Regions from separate parts of the Rattus norvegicus genome. Here region 2 is linked to region 1. The links are chromatin contacts, called in public HiChIP or PLAC-seq maps. All regions are on one chromosome and are shown on one strand. Each heading gives the region's core, a stretch centred on a gene start, on an enhancer-like site or on the middle of the called end of the contact. The rest is flanking DNA. Distances are from core to core; before and after follow the strand shown. Region 1 overlaps Glcci1 (glucocorticoid induced 1). Region 2 overlaps Ica1 (islet cell autoantigen 1).

What was found. HiChIP or PLAC-seq counts read pairs in DNA pulled down with a chosen protein or histone mark.
Region 2: a contact with region 1 is called in an H3K27ac HiChIP or PLAC-seq map of oligodendrocytes, with 3 times the contacts expected there. The contact joins two enhancer-like sites. A contact is called at or near these places in 1 of 12 Hi-C or Micro-C datasets (the A7r5 cell line) and 1 of 1 datasets of contacts at active chromatin or transcription factors (oligodendrocytes).

The regions. Positions count from the first base shown.
Region 1 is chr4:37,532,297-37,538,313 of GRCr8, forward strand. The region is part of intron 4 of Glcci1 (glucocorticoid induced 1); the gene reads left to right. Among named protein-coding and RNA genes, the nearest start is that of Ica1, 240 kb to the right of the region's middle. Within about 2 kb of position 3,190, at least 2 of the 93 cell types and tissues checked have an H3K27ac peak or open chromatin away from gene starts, as enhancers often do.
Region 2 is chr4:37,684,672-37,690,688 of GRCr8, forward strand. The region is part of intron 7 of Ica1 (islet cell autoantigen 1); the gene reads right to left. Among named protein-coding and RNA genes, the nearest start is that of Ica1, 83 kb to the right of the region's middle. Within about 2 kb of position 2,185, at least 25 of the 93 cell types and tissues checked have an H3K27ac peak or open chromatin away from gene starts, as enhancers often do.

The DNA of each region.
Region 1 (6,017 bases), core at 1,940-4,439:
AGATAGACATAGGTAGACATTGACTCAAGGGATATGTATTTCATGGAGATAGATGTTTACAAAAAGCTTTAAGAGCTATGAGCATTTGGATTGTGGGTGACAAGGAAGCATTCAGAATTGTTTTCATATTTTGTCTAATTATGGAAGGAAATATAGAAACTAAGTTTTCTGATTCTTTTATCACAAATTATAAGCAGAATTTTGAATCTAGTGTCAGTGTTTTTCTCAAATACTCCTAGCATATATATTTATAGGGTTAAGCTAAAGTAATAGAGAGTTGATGCTTATGTCAGAAAGCGGGGAGAAAACTGAATTCTGTAAGTAGGAACAATCAGTTTTAAAATTTATTGTATTTTAAAAATCCAGTGGAAAGATAGTGATTCTCTTTATTTTTGAACCATAACTTTAGATAGATAATTAAATGACTACCATAATGGAACATGCATAAACCTGCTAACATCATGCTTTATTTAAAAGACATGGAAATTTACAAACTGAAAGTTGTGTTTTGTTGGTGTTCCTGGACCATTCTCTTTTTGTATTTTTTCTTTCTTGTGTATTTCAAAACTTCAAGGTTATTATTTATATTCATTTCTGAACTTCTGCTATTAACAAAATGTCATCCTTCCCCTTGTTTGATTCTGAAGGGTCTTGAAGTGGTAAATGACAAGCTACTGAATGCATCCCATGGCTCCCTGTGATGTGTTTGTAATAGATGTAAAATCATAAAGTATTATGCAAATAGTTATTTTTGTGATGGTAATACACAAACTCTATCGTTGAGATAAGTATAACAATTCAAATGAGACTAAAGCAGAGTGTTAGAGTTAAAATTAATGATCTTTGAGAAAAAGTCATTAGGAATAACCTAAAGAAAATATAAAGTAGTTGCTTTCTCAAAGCCAATAGAATAAACCCATGGATTTAAACAGTAAACAAATAAGACAGTAGGTAACAGAAATCCTTATGTCTGTAAATATCCAAATTAAAGAATTATAGGTTATAAAAGAGGCAAAACTAAATGCATTAGAGTACTCTAGTTAGAGAATCCTGCTTATGTTTATTTTACCAAATCTAGTAACAAAAATTCTGAAGATCTGATAATTTATTAGTTTCTTCTATGAAAAAGTGTGTTAATTTTTGATTCAACCTACTAGATTTTTTTTAGGCCTCCCACTCCTAAGAAATTGGCAATTCTAAAGTGTGAAATTTGATCAGAACTTTTTCCTTGGGAATCTTGAAAGGCTTTTGTCATATGTAAAAAAATTATGTGTGTTTTAAAAGATAATTCAAAGCCAGCCAGCACAGAATGTGTAAGTGCGGACACTGTATTGTATATGTGTGTGCTTAACCTGTTCATTTGTTTTAAGTTTTAAGCTCTTCATTAATTTCCTCTTTTTGAGTCATTTTAATGTTCTTAGTTGTGAAATATCAACATTTTGGTATTTTTCCTCTGTTTAAAGATACTCTTCAGTTTCCCTTTTGGAAGTTGATTATCTGGCTGACATTTATAGAGATTGAGACTCTCTGTACTACCCTCCTCCATTTGAAATTTATTAGAGTCATTATGGGAACTTATTTCTAAACATCCCTGCGTACAGTGAAAATGCATTAAGCTTTAGGCTTCCAGAATAATCTTTGAATTCTGATTTTGGAGAAAGTTCTTAATCTCTTAGAGTTGAACTAAATAGTGTTAATTTATGGCTCTGATTTTTTTTTTCCCCTTTCAGTTACCTTATGGTGCATAAGGTTTTAAAATTAGTAAATGAGTAGCAAAGTTAACCAGTAATTTATGCTGTAAATTTATCAATTTATGTTCAAAGAGTATATTCTTCCCAAATATTATTGCCATAAACATATAGAACATTGAATACCTAAGATGTATGAAGTAGGTTAATGAATTTTTAACTGTACATAAAGTCTTACATGGGCTTATTAAATTGAAATTTTAGTTGGAGTACATTTCACAAAAGGATAACTCATTTACTCTGGTTTACATTTCTGAAAAGGCTTATTATGGTTTATACATTAGATAAATATTGAAAGATAATAGCATTCTTTTAATTATTTTACTTGTGATAATGTAGGTTATATTTGAATCGAGGAAACAAAACTCATCTCCATGCAACAAATAAGACAACATTCAAATTAAGTCTGAAATTTAAAAAGAAATTGAAAAGTCAATTTTACCAAACTTATTTGCTGCAAATACTGTGTCAAGATGCATATTATAGTACCAATGGCTCTGGGTCTTAATTTTAGTTCAGTCTTTTTCCCAGCACTTAGAATTCCCAGACACCACCCAAGTTGGCTTCTTTGTAACACCTGTCCTGGATCTGTTCCTGGCACTGTTGTCATTTGTGTTTAGTATATATTGTTTATTCTCCTATTAAATGTCTAAGAAACAAAGTTTTTGACAGTCTTTTTTTTTTACATCCTACATATTATTTATTTAAAAAGAAACTGATCTAACATATGGTCTATTAACTGGTCTGCTAAAATTATGCTGACGAAAGAGAATACTATTCATTTGCTGGTAAAGTCTAGGGAACTGATAGAATGGCTGGAGCACCAAAGTCCCTTACCCTTTGTCTGGACCTCTAGAAATGACCAAAACAGAATTAGTTTTTCCTGACAATTTAGGAAAATCTTTGTGTTCATTCTGCAAAGTAAAATTTAGTAGATTAACAGTAAGACTGAAGTTAAGAATATTACTTATGAGCAAATTGTCAAAAAATACTTATCCAGAATTGTCATTTTTATAGAAATAGGGAATGGCTGATACTTTTATCACTGGCCTTATTTCATGTCCATATTGTTGAGGCAAATGACAGGAGGAGGCAGGTTCATGAATACTCAGTGGCTTCCTTTGTATTGTCCTGTCTCTCTAGTTGCTATAGATAGAAAAGAAGGGCACATTTGAAGATGACTCTTTGCCAAGCTATGTATACTTTGAAATTTAGCAAGAAAATGGGTTTAGAATTCTGTTCTTTTAATTCTGGATTCTGTGTTGATTTCACAGTTGATGAATTGCTGGGATTTTTAGGTAAAAGAACGACAAAACATGGGTTTCCCTTTGTATTTCCATGGCACTACTCTGTTGTTCTGGGACATGCTCTAATACTTTCAGGGTATCTAAAAATGTTAAGATAGTTGGCTGAATGGAACTAAAATGGAATACGGAAGGATGGCTATTTTCTATTCTTGCTTCTTACATGCACATGGAGGAAATAGAGATGAACATTGCACCTTGTTCGTGGGCTGGGAGAGCTCAGGGTTATAAACATTATTGTGTCTGTTCTCATTTACATCTAACTAGCTGTTTCTTAAATCGCATTATACTGTGCAAAGTGGTTTTCTCTTCATAAATCTTAAGAATTAGTTATATGTGGTGGTAAACTGACTTGACTAATGCCTAAAGAATTACTAAGTAGGTACTAGTCTCAAGTAATTGTCTCGGTAGCTGGCAGTAGCTTTTTTATTCAGCTTTTTGGAAGCTAACAGCCATGCTTGCAGTGTGAGTGTGAGCTCCACATATATAATTTAACGGAGTGCTACCACGTTGTGCCTTAATTATTACTTGCCAAAATTAAGAATGAGTTGAAGAAGCTAGTGAACCCCATAGTATTTGTGGCAAGGTTAGTGTTCAAGGTTGTCTGCCAAGTTATTACAATTACATAATTCAGCAGTCATCTAGCACTATTTCTAAACAAAAAACTGAAAAGCACTGCTACTTGTAGCCTAGTATTGCTGAAGGTCAAAAGTACCCATACACTGCTAATACTAATAAATTATCTTATTTGTCTTCTTTATCTAGTATGGTCATGGGAAAACTTGTTGAAGAGTTCATTAACTGATTTTTATCTTTCCATTATTAGAAAATTTGTTTGTTAATATAGGTCCTAAGAGAACATTCAATTGACAGGGTCACCTGGTATAGTTTAGGTAGCACAAGCCGGCTATCTTTCAGCCTCAAGTTCCAGAGTTCTTGGACTACAGGCATGCTATACAATACCCAGTCTCTGTTGTTCCTTAAGAATCTTTAGTATCTGTCTGTAGGTGCACATTTAAAAAGCATTCTTTCAAATGTCAGAACAGTGTAGTGGTCCAGGGAGTTATTTTAAAGTTATCACTCTGTTACATATTTTTCTTTCATTTTTGAAACTGAGAATACACTCATTTCATATATATATATATAATGTTCTTCTGCAGTTTGACATAGGGTAGTGTCACTGACCTTTGTGTACTCTGAACATACACACACACACACACACACTTTGTTGTAGAAGTCTGAATTGTTGTTGAATGTGGTTTCTTGTGCACTATTGTAGACTGTAGCAATACTTAATGATGCCTTTTGAGACCATTGAAACGAGTTTGACTTGGCTTTCACTAAAATACCTGCTACTACTGATGAGAATGTAAAGTAGTAACCATTCCTATAGTAGCATTTATGTGCTATTTTTGTGGAGTGCTCAATGACTTGTTTGTTTTTCTTATACTCAGAATTTACATGTCTTTATTTTTATTCACTTGTAGTTTTTATTTTAAGGTAATATTAGCATTATACCCCTTACACTTACTCTTATATTTGTCTTTAGGATGGTTGCTGTGTTTTTTCACTTTCTATAAGACATGCACTCAAAGTGTTATTTATACAGATATTTTATATTATAAATATTTATACAGATAATTACTATTTAAGGATTAAAATTTACACCTAATTTATGGAAGAACAAACAGATGCTTGGTAAATCATATTTTTGAGTCAGTCTTTTTTTTCTCCCATTTTTATTAAATGGGTATTTCTTATTTACATTTCAAATGTTATTCTCTTTCCTGGTTTCCAGTCCATCAGCCCCCTAACTCAAACCCCTCCCCTTCGAGATAGGTGTTCCCCTCCCCATCCTCCCCCCCCCCCCCCCGTTACCGACCTCCAACAATCCAGCCTTGGCAGGACCAATGGCTTCCTCTTCCACTGGTGCTCTTACTAGGCTATTCATTGCTACATATGCAGTTGGAGCCCAGGGTCAGTCCATGTATAGTCTTTGGGTAGTGGCTTAGTCCCTGGAAGCTCTGGTTGGTTGGCATTGTTGTTCATATGGAGTCTCAAGCCCCTTCAGCTCTTTTAGTCCTTTCTCTGATTCCTTCAACGGGGCTCCCGTTCTCAGTCCAGTGGTTTGCTGCTGGCATTCGCCTCTGTATTTGACATGTTCTAGCTGTGTCTCTCAGGAGAGATCTATATCTGGTTCCTGTCAGCCTGCACTTCTTAGGGGTCAGTCTTTTCTAATGACTATATTCTATTCTAATGCAAATAGAATATTGAAGAAAAGTATATGGACCCTGAATATGACCATGTGGTAAGTCATGTGAAATTTTAAGTAGGAATTTGGGAAATAAGGCATAGAAAGCGATACGTGAACTACTGCTGTTTTATATTCACTAAAACACTTTACTCTTGAAGTTTCTCAATATGGAAAGAAAAAGAAAAAACAGTTCATACACAGCGAAGTTGATGAATCCTTTATGTTTGATTCCCATTTTTAGTCCATTGTTCCATGTAGCTTTTTGCTACCCAACTTGTGCTCCAGGAATGGGCCATACTACCAGCCCACTTCCAGCTTCCCTTGAATCTAGGGATAAAAGACATACACACACACACAGTTGTTCATTTTTAGCTTGCCTACTTTGCACAATTGCTGGGCGCTACAATCTCCAACCTCGACAGTGTGCTCTTATCATTACTCTTAGTTTCACAACTCCTACCTGCCCTGACTTTAGTTGGTCAGTTGAATCTAGTCCCTGCTAAACATCTCTGACCATCTGCCTATAGGAGCAGCCACAGTCCACTGTTCCTCAAATGGCTGCCCTGTTATCTCTCCAAAGCATGTGGAACTCTGTCTTTCCTTCCTTGTGTCTCCTTTCTTGGCTCCAGGGACCCGGAAGTCCTGCCAATTGTACCCAGCAATTGGCCCATGGCTTTCTTTATTGACAGATTAAGAACCAATTGGGGAACT
Region 2 (6,017 bases), core at 935-3,434, 150 kb after region 1:
AACAGCACAAAGATGCACTGAGAAACCATCCTCAGATGGTAATAACCGTGAGATGTACAAACCTGTTTGTCACTATCGGCTATAGTATCACTAACAAACTCTTCACGAGTATTTATTAAGATATTCTTCTTACTAGTAAAATAAGAAGAGCTAGTTAATTTTCTAGCATTCCCTGCATTCAGAAACCCATAGGCTTTTAACCTCTACAACCAAGGTCAGAATCGCCATACATTCTGTTGGTATAAGTGGGACCTAAATTGGAAGGCGCTCAGGTGCACTTTGAATGTTTACGTTCCTAGAGAAATGCATGCCCCATCCTATTTCGGTAGAGCAATCGTGGGCTTTAGGTTACAGATGTATATATTTTCAGGCTCCAGGAAGACTAGGGAGAAGGCAAACATACGGCCGTCTGCTCCAGCTGAACCCTATATCAGTAAGACAGTGTCCTCAACAGAGAAAGGGCTCTACTATCGATTTCAAAATAACAGCTGAATTCACGCGACTAGTCATTTTGTCAAGAACTACAACAGAAACAGGTGGTGGAAACCGGGCTTGCTTTACCCACACTCCTCAGGGAAATAGATTACAGTTTAAAGTCACAAGACAGCTTTCTCACTTCCCAGGCCACTTATAAATAATCCCCCTAGAATACATTTAGTGCTGCAAGAATAATTTACACTTGGAATAATATCTAATGACCTATTGTTGATTGAAACCTTGTGTGCCTAGGAGTTCAGGCACATAGACGGGAGATGAAAAGAAGCCTGCTTACTTTTAACATGATTTTGGACTCGATATTTTTTTTTTAAGATACAAAAAGAAGAGCAAGAAAAGGGATATTTTAAAAATTCTGTTTCAGTTTCTTAAAAGAATTGAAGACTTGAGCAGATGGGCTCAGCAGCTAAGTGCACTTCTTCCTCTCAGAGAGGATCTGAGTTCGCCAAGCACCAATACCAGGTGGCTCGAAGTTACCAGTAACTCTGGCACCAGGGGCTCCAACATTCTCTTCTGGCCTCTGAGGAGACTGCACTCTTGCACACAAACCCACACACACCATACATTTAATTAAAGCACAGAACAGACTGAAATAGAACATTAAAGCAAACTGTCTGACTAAATCTATCCATCCCCCGTCTCTCTACCCACCCATCCCTTTATCCATCCATCCATCCATCCATCTACCCACCTACTCGTTCCCCAACTCACTGAGGTATTTCCAGTTCTAAGCATCAAACTGCTTGTACTGATGGGCACGTAAGCGAGACCATTCTGTTACAATGACACGTCACTGAGCTCTACATTTTATTATCTCTGCCAGTAACGTGTCTCCTACACACCATCACTCTTCTGCAGTCTTAAAACACCATACCTGGGGCTACCAAAGCAACCGTCCTCCAAACCCCTCCCCTGCAGCCACTTCCTTGCTCAGGAACTTTCATAATGACATAATGTCGATTGTTTGGCATCAAGGCAGAGCACAGAGCTGCTCCACTGTGCTATGTCACTTCCAAATGACACACAGACCTGTGACAATCCCCCATAGGTGTACTAATTTTAGTGGCAAGTGAGGGGTAGGTGTGGGAATAGAATAAAGAGAGATTCATATGGGCAACAGGATATGTGTATGTATCTAGAAACATTTGGGGACACAGAAATTTGTTGTCATTGTCTGAGACAGGGTCTCACTCTGGCTGGCCTGAAATTGTAGCCCCAAGCTAGTTTCTACCTCACTCTAACCCTCTTGCATGACTGCTAAAGTGTTGGGATTACAGATATGAAACACCACACCCAGATCAGTATTTTTTTTTAAGAACAATGAACACCAGAGTTTCTGTCAATCCAAAGACAATCCTGAGTTCCTTAGGCAGAGAAAGGGCCTTGGGAGAGGAAGATGCATGGTGTGCTATGCTTTCCCAGGGCATGGAAGGAGACGGAGTACTAGTAATTTGGTGGGAAGTTCTCCTGTATGTGCTTTCTCAGTGATACAGCCAGGAAGGCCGGAGGCCTAAGCAAAGCAGCCATTAGGACAGATGCAGAAGCCGGGCTTCTCAGTGAATCCGTGTTCATAACTCTGGGGGCAGATGATTAAGATAAAAACCAGAGTGAATGGGCCACAGTAGCTGGTGCTCCTTTCAGTCACAGCACTTGGTTCTTAAGCGTTGGCGTAGACGTGTGTCTCTCCCACTGAACACTGAACCCATTGAGGGCTGCCATCAGCCGTGTTCGACTGTATCCTCCACACTGCCCGGAACCCCGCACAATGGAAGGGCTTTGAGCAAAATGTCTCTGAATGGGTGGACGAAGGAAGGAATGAAAGGAAGCAAGAGATGAGAGCACAGCCTGATCAACTGAAGTCATTATACCAGACAGAGGCTTGTGACTTATTCACACCAACCCTATTTAACACATGATGGGAGATCGATCCACAGGGACTAAAGGGTTTGTTGAGGCCCAACAGCGAGTGTAGTGCTAGAGCTGGACCCAGAACCCGGGACAGTAGGGCCCTTCTCCTTCTCCCGCTGTGAGAAGCCAGAAGACAGACAAGTCCTTCTCACAGTCATCTGTCAGCTGGTTGTTGGGAATGCAAAATACATTTTCCCATGGATGCAATTTTTCCTCCTCCTCCTCCTCTTTCTCTCTTTTTATGATGGTTCCTTTCCCAGGCCAGGCCACAAAAGCTTATTTACCCCAAAGCTGAGCTCAACTATAAAACCAGCGGTAGCTCGGAGGCCTCCCTGAATCCCCCTGCTAGAGATTCAGTCCGAAGGGCAGGTGGGCAGCTGGCTCTGCAGGGGGGTGGGCGGATCTGCCTTGAGCAGACCAGGAGAGCAGGCGGGGCCGGGCAGGGGGGCTGGGCAGGGGGCCCGGGGCAGCAGCTGCAGGAGGCTCCAGCAGCCTCTGAATGCCTTGGTGGTTCTTAAGTGGATTGTTTCTAAGTTGGGAACTGTCTGTACTTAGAAAGCCGGATTTCAAGAGGTACGGGATCCTATTTCACTTGAAGGCCCACAGTAATGAGGGTTCTTTATTCGTAATGAAGTAGCCACTAATTGGAGGGACAGGCTCGGGAAGCCTGCTGGAATTCTGTACTCCTGGACCAGAATTGAGTAATATTATGCAGTAGCCAGGCAACCCTTTACTTTTGCACAAAATTCATAAAAAAAAAAACCTCTCCTGTGAATGCCTGTCTGACTTTACCGTGTTTATTATTAATAATGATAATAACAGGGTAGCTTATGCTCAGTATTAGGCTGAGGATGGGAATGGAATTCTCAGTTTCCTCAACTTTTTCTCCCCAGCAAGATTTGGAACATTTGGAAAATCCTTCCCTCAGAGTGGGCTGAGAGCCTTTGCATCTGCCCAGTGGAGAAATGGCTCCAGTTTCTTAGGGCTCATCCAAGGGATGAACTTTTCCTTCCTCCTCCTCCTCCTCTTCAGAGAGGCAGAAATATTCCATAGACACAAAAATGCTGTTTAAAGCGAACACAGGAGAAGAAATGTCAACAGAACTGACGAAGTTACCATAGGGAACCGATTACAATAGCCTTTCTGGATTTAATGAAATATGGTCAACTACACTGGAATGTTCTGGTGCCCCCTGGAGGATTCTGAAACCTAACAGGACTGGTTATTTAGTACCTTTCTTTGGATGTCTCTGAAAACCCTAAAGAGGCAGGCAATGTGTTTCTTCTCCCTGGTTCAAACAGACGTAAACCAGCTCAGCCATAGGCAAAGGGACAAAGAAGGCATGAACCCTAACATTCAAATGGCTTTAACCACCATACGTTTGTCGTTAGAAATGGAGGCTCTTGGATCAGGAGAAGAGCCTATTTTTTGTTTTGATTTTGGTGTGGTGCAACCCCACCCCCCGAGAAGAGCCTATTTTTGGCTCGTGAAGTTTATACGTCCAACGGTGCAAAGTTCACAGTTGCATGTGTGATCTCTCAATTTCTGGGCTGAGTGTTTAGTGAACAAGGAAGTTTGCTTCTGCGAGTCTTGCTTTGTCTAGTGCAGGAAAGTTAAACATTCTGGAAAGTTAAACATTTAGCTTCTAAATTTTTACTGCTCTGGGAATCCTCAGGGACATGACTCCAGTATGTCGATGACGAAATGGCCGTCAGCGTTGTTTACTCCATAGTCACAGAACAGCCCGCAGATGTGAGGAACCATTGTGTGACTCCAGTGTGCATTCAGGATTATAGCTGCCATCTGCCCTCCACCCTAACTTACCCTGCGAGATCATTACATGGGTGTATAATATGACTGACACCATCCACTCTTAGCACAGTCTGAAAGAGTGCGCCAAGACTCACCAAACTTGCAAAGAGCTATGTCAACACACCAGTAAACTATATCACAATGCTTACAGTATGACTACAGTGTTTATTTTATAATACTGCCGGACTCTGTATTAATGCACTATCTTCTAACAACTTTAATATCAATTGCTTTTATTCTTTTGTGTGTCTAATGCTTATTTCCTGAACTCAAATATTAAAAGGAATATTTTAAAATTCACCCCATGAGGTCATCAAACATGATTTCAGACTTCCAGAGGGGATGGAAGAATTCTTTGTGTCCCTGGATACCTTCCTCCTGGCTTTTAAAATGGGTACATTCAGTACATTGGTCATTTCCTTATCTAAACACAGAGTGAGAAGAGTGGGAATTCTGAATAATTTAAAAGTTGCAAAAACTCAAATAATTTCTTCTGAAGTCAGGGATAAGATAAGTGGAAACATTTTTATTCAGTGTAGTTCTTAAGAATTTAGCAAAATAAGGAAAGATAAATACACAAGATATACAAACAGGAAGTCACATTTTCCCTGTAGATGATATGACTTTATATTTAAATAACCCTAAAAGACTCAGTCAGAAAATTCTTTTAGCAGGATACCAAATTACCATTAAAAACATCAGTAGTTTTTCTACATAACAGTAATCAACACGATGAAAAAGAGAGGTGGTGAAAACGATCTTTTTCACAATGGCTTAAAAAATAAAGTTAAATAAAACATCTAGGAGTAAATCAAAACAAAATAGTTTGAAGCTGTCAAAGAGCAATTGAAGAAGACAGTAGAAGATCAAACGACTTTCATATTTATGCTACAACTAATTATGTAAAGTTAGCTACATTACTAAAAGGGATCTACAGATTTAATGTAATCCCTATCAAAAGTTCAATGACACTCTTTATAGGTATGAAAAGTCAATTATTAAAAAACAAACAAACAAACAAAAGCAGGGGCTGGAGATGGCTCAGTAGGTAAGAGCTCTGACTGCTCTTCCAGAGGTCCTAAGTTCAATTACCAGCAATCCCATGGTGGCTTACAACCATCTATAATAAGATCTGATACCCTATTCTAGTATGTTTGAAGAGAGCTACAGTGCACTTACATACATAAAATAGATAGTTTTTTTTTAAGCAAATTGAAAAAAAATCCTGACATTCATATTAGGACACAATACCCTACAAAAAATAAATCCATCAGTAGGAAACAATGCCAGAGTTTTAGGTTGATGTCTATATGCAGGTGAGGGCTGGCACAAGTTAGGTCAAGGTCATGATTGGACAGTAAAAAAATGAGGTGGGGACAAGGCTTTTGTAAGGTGGGAGAGGAAAAGGAGGGGAATCAAGATGGAGACGGAGAAGGACGACCCAGATCTGGGTGGTCTTGGATTGCTAAGGTAGTTGGGATGGATTTCTGGAGGCAAATTTATCTTATCTAGGTGGGCAGCTTATATCCTTATCAATTAGCTGTGAGTTTATTGTGTGGATGTATTGTGGATTGAGAATTTAACATACAAATCTGATTGTTGGGTTGCAGTTTGTTGAGTCTTGATTTTAACGGGTTGTCGGGAGTTTATACATAACTATTAGGGGGAGGATGTTGGGAATGCAAACAGAGCAGTGGCAGAGAGTTATGAGAGGGATGTGAGCGGAGTCCACCTTAAAGGGGCCATAAGATAGGTGGTCTCTGTATGAAACTGGCGAGCCAGTGACCAGCCTTGGGAACTAG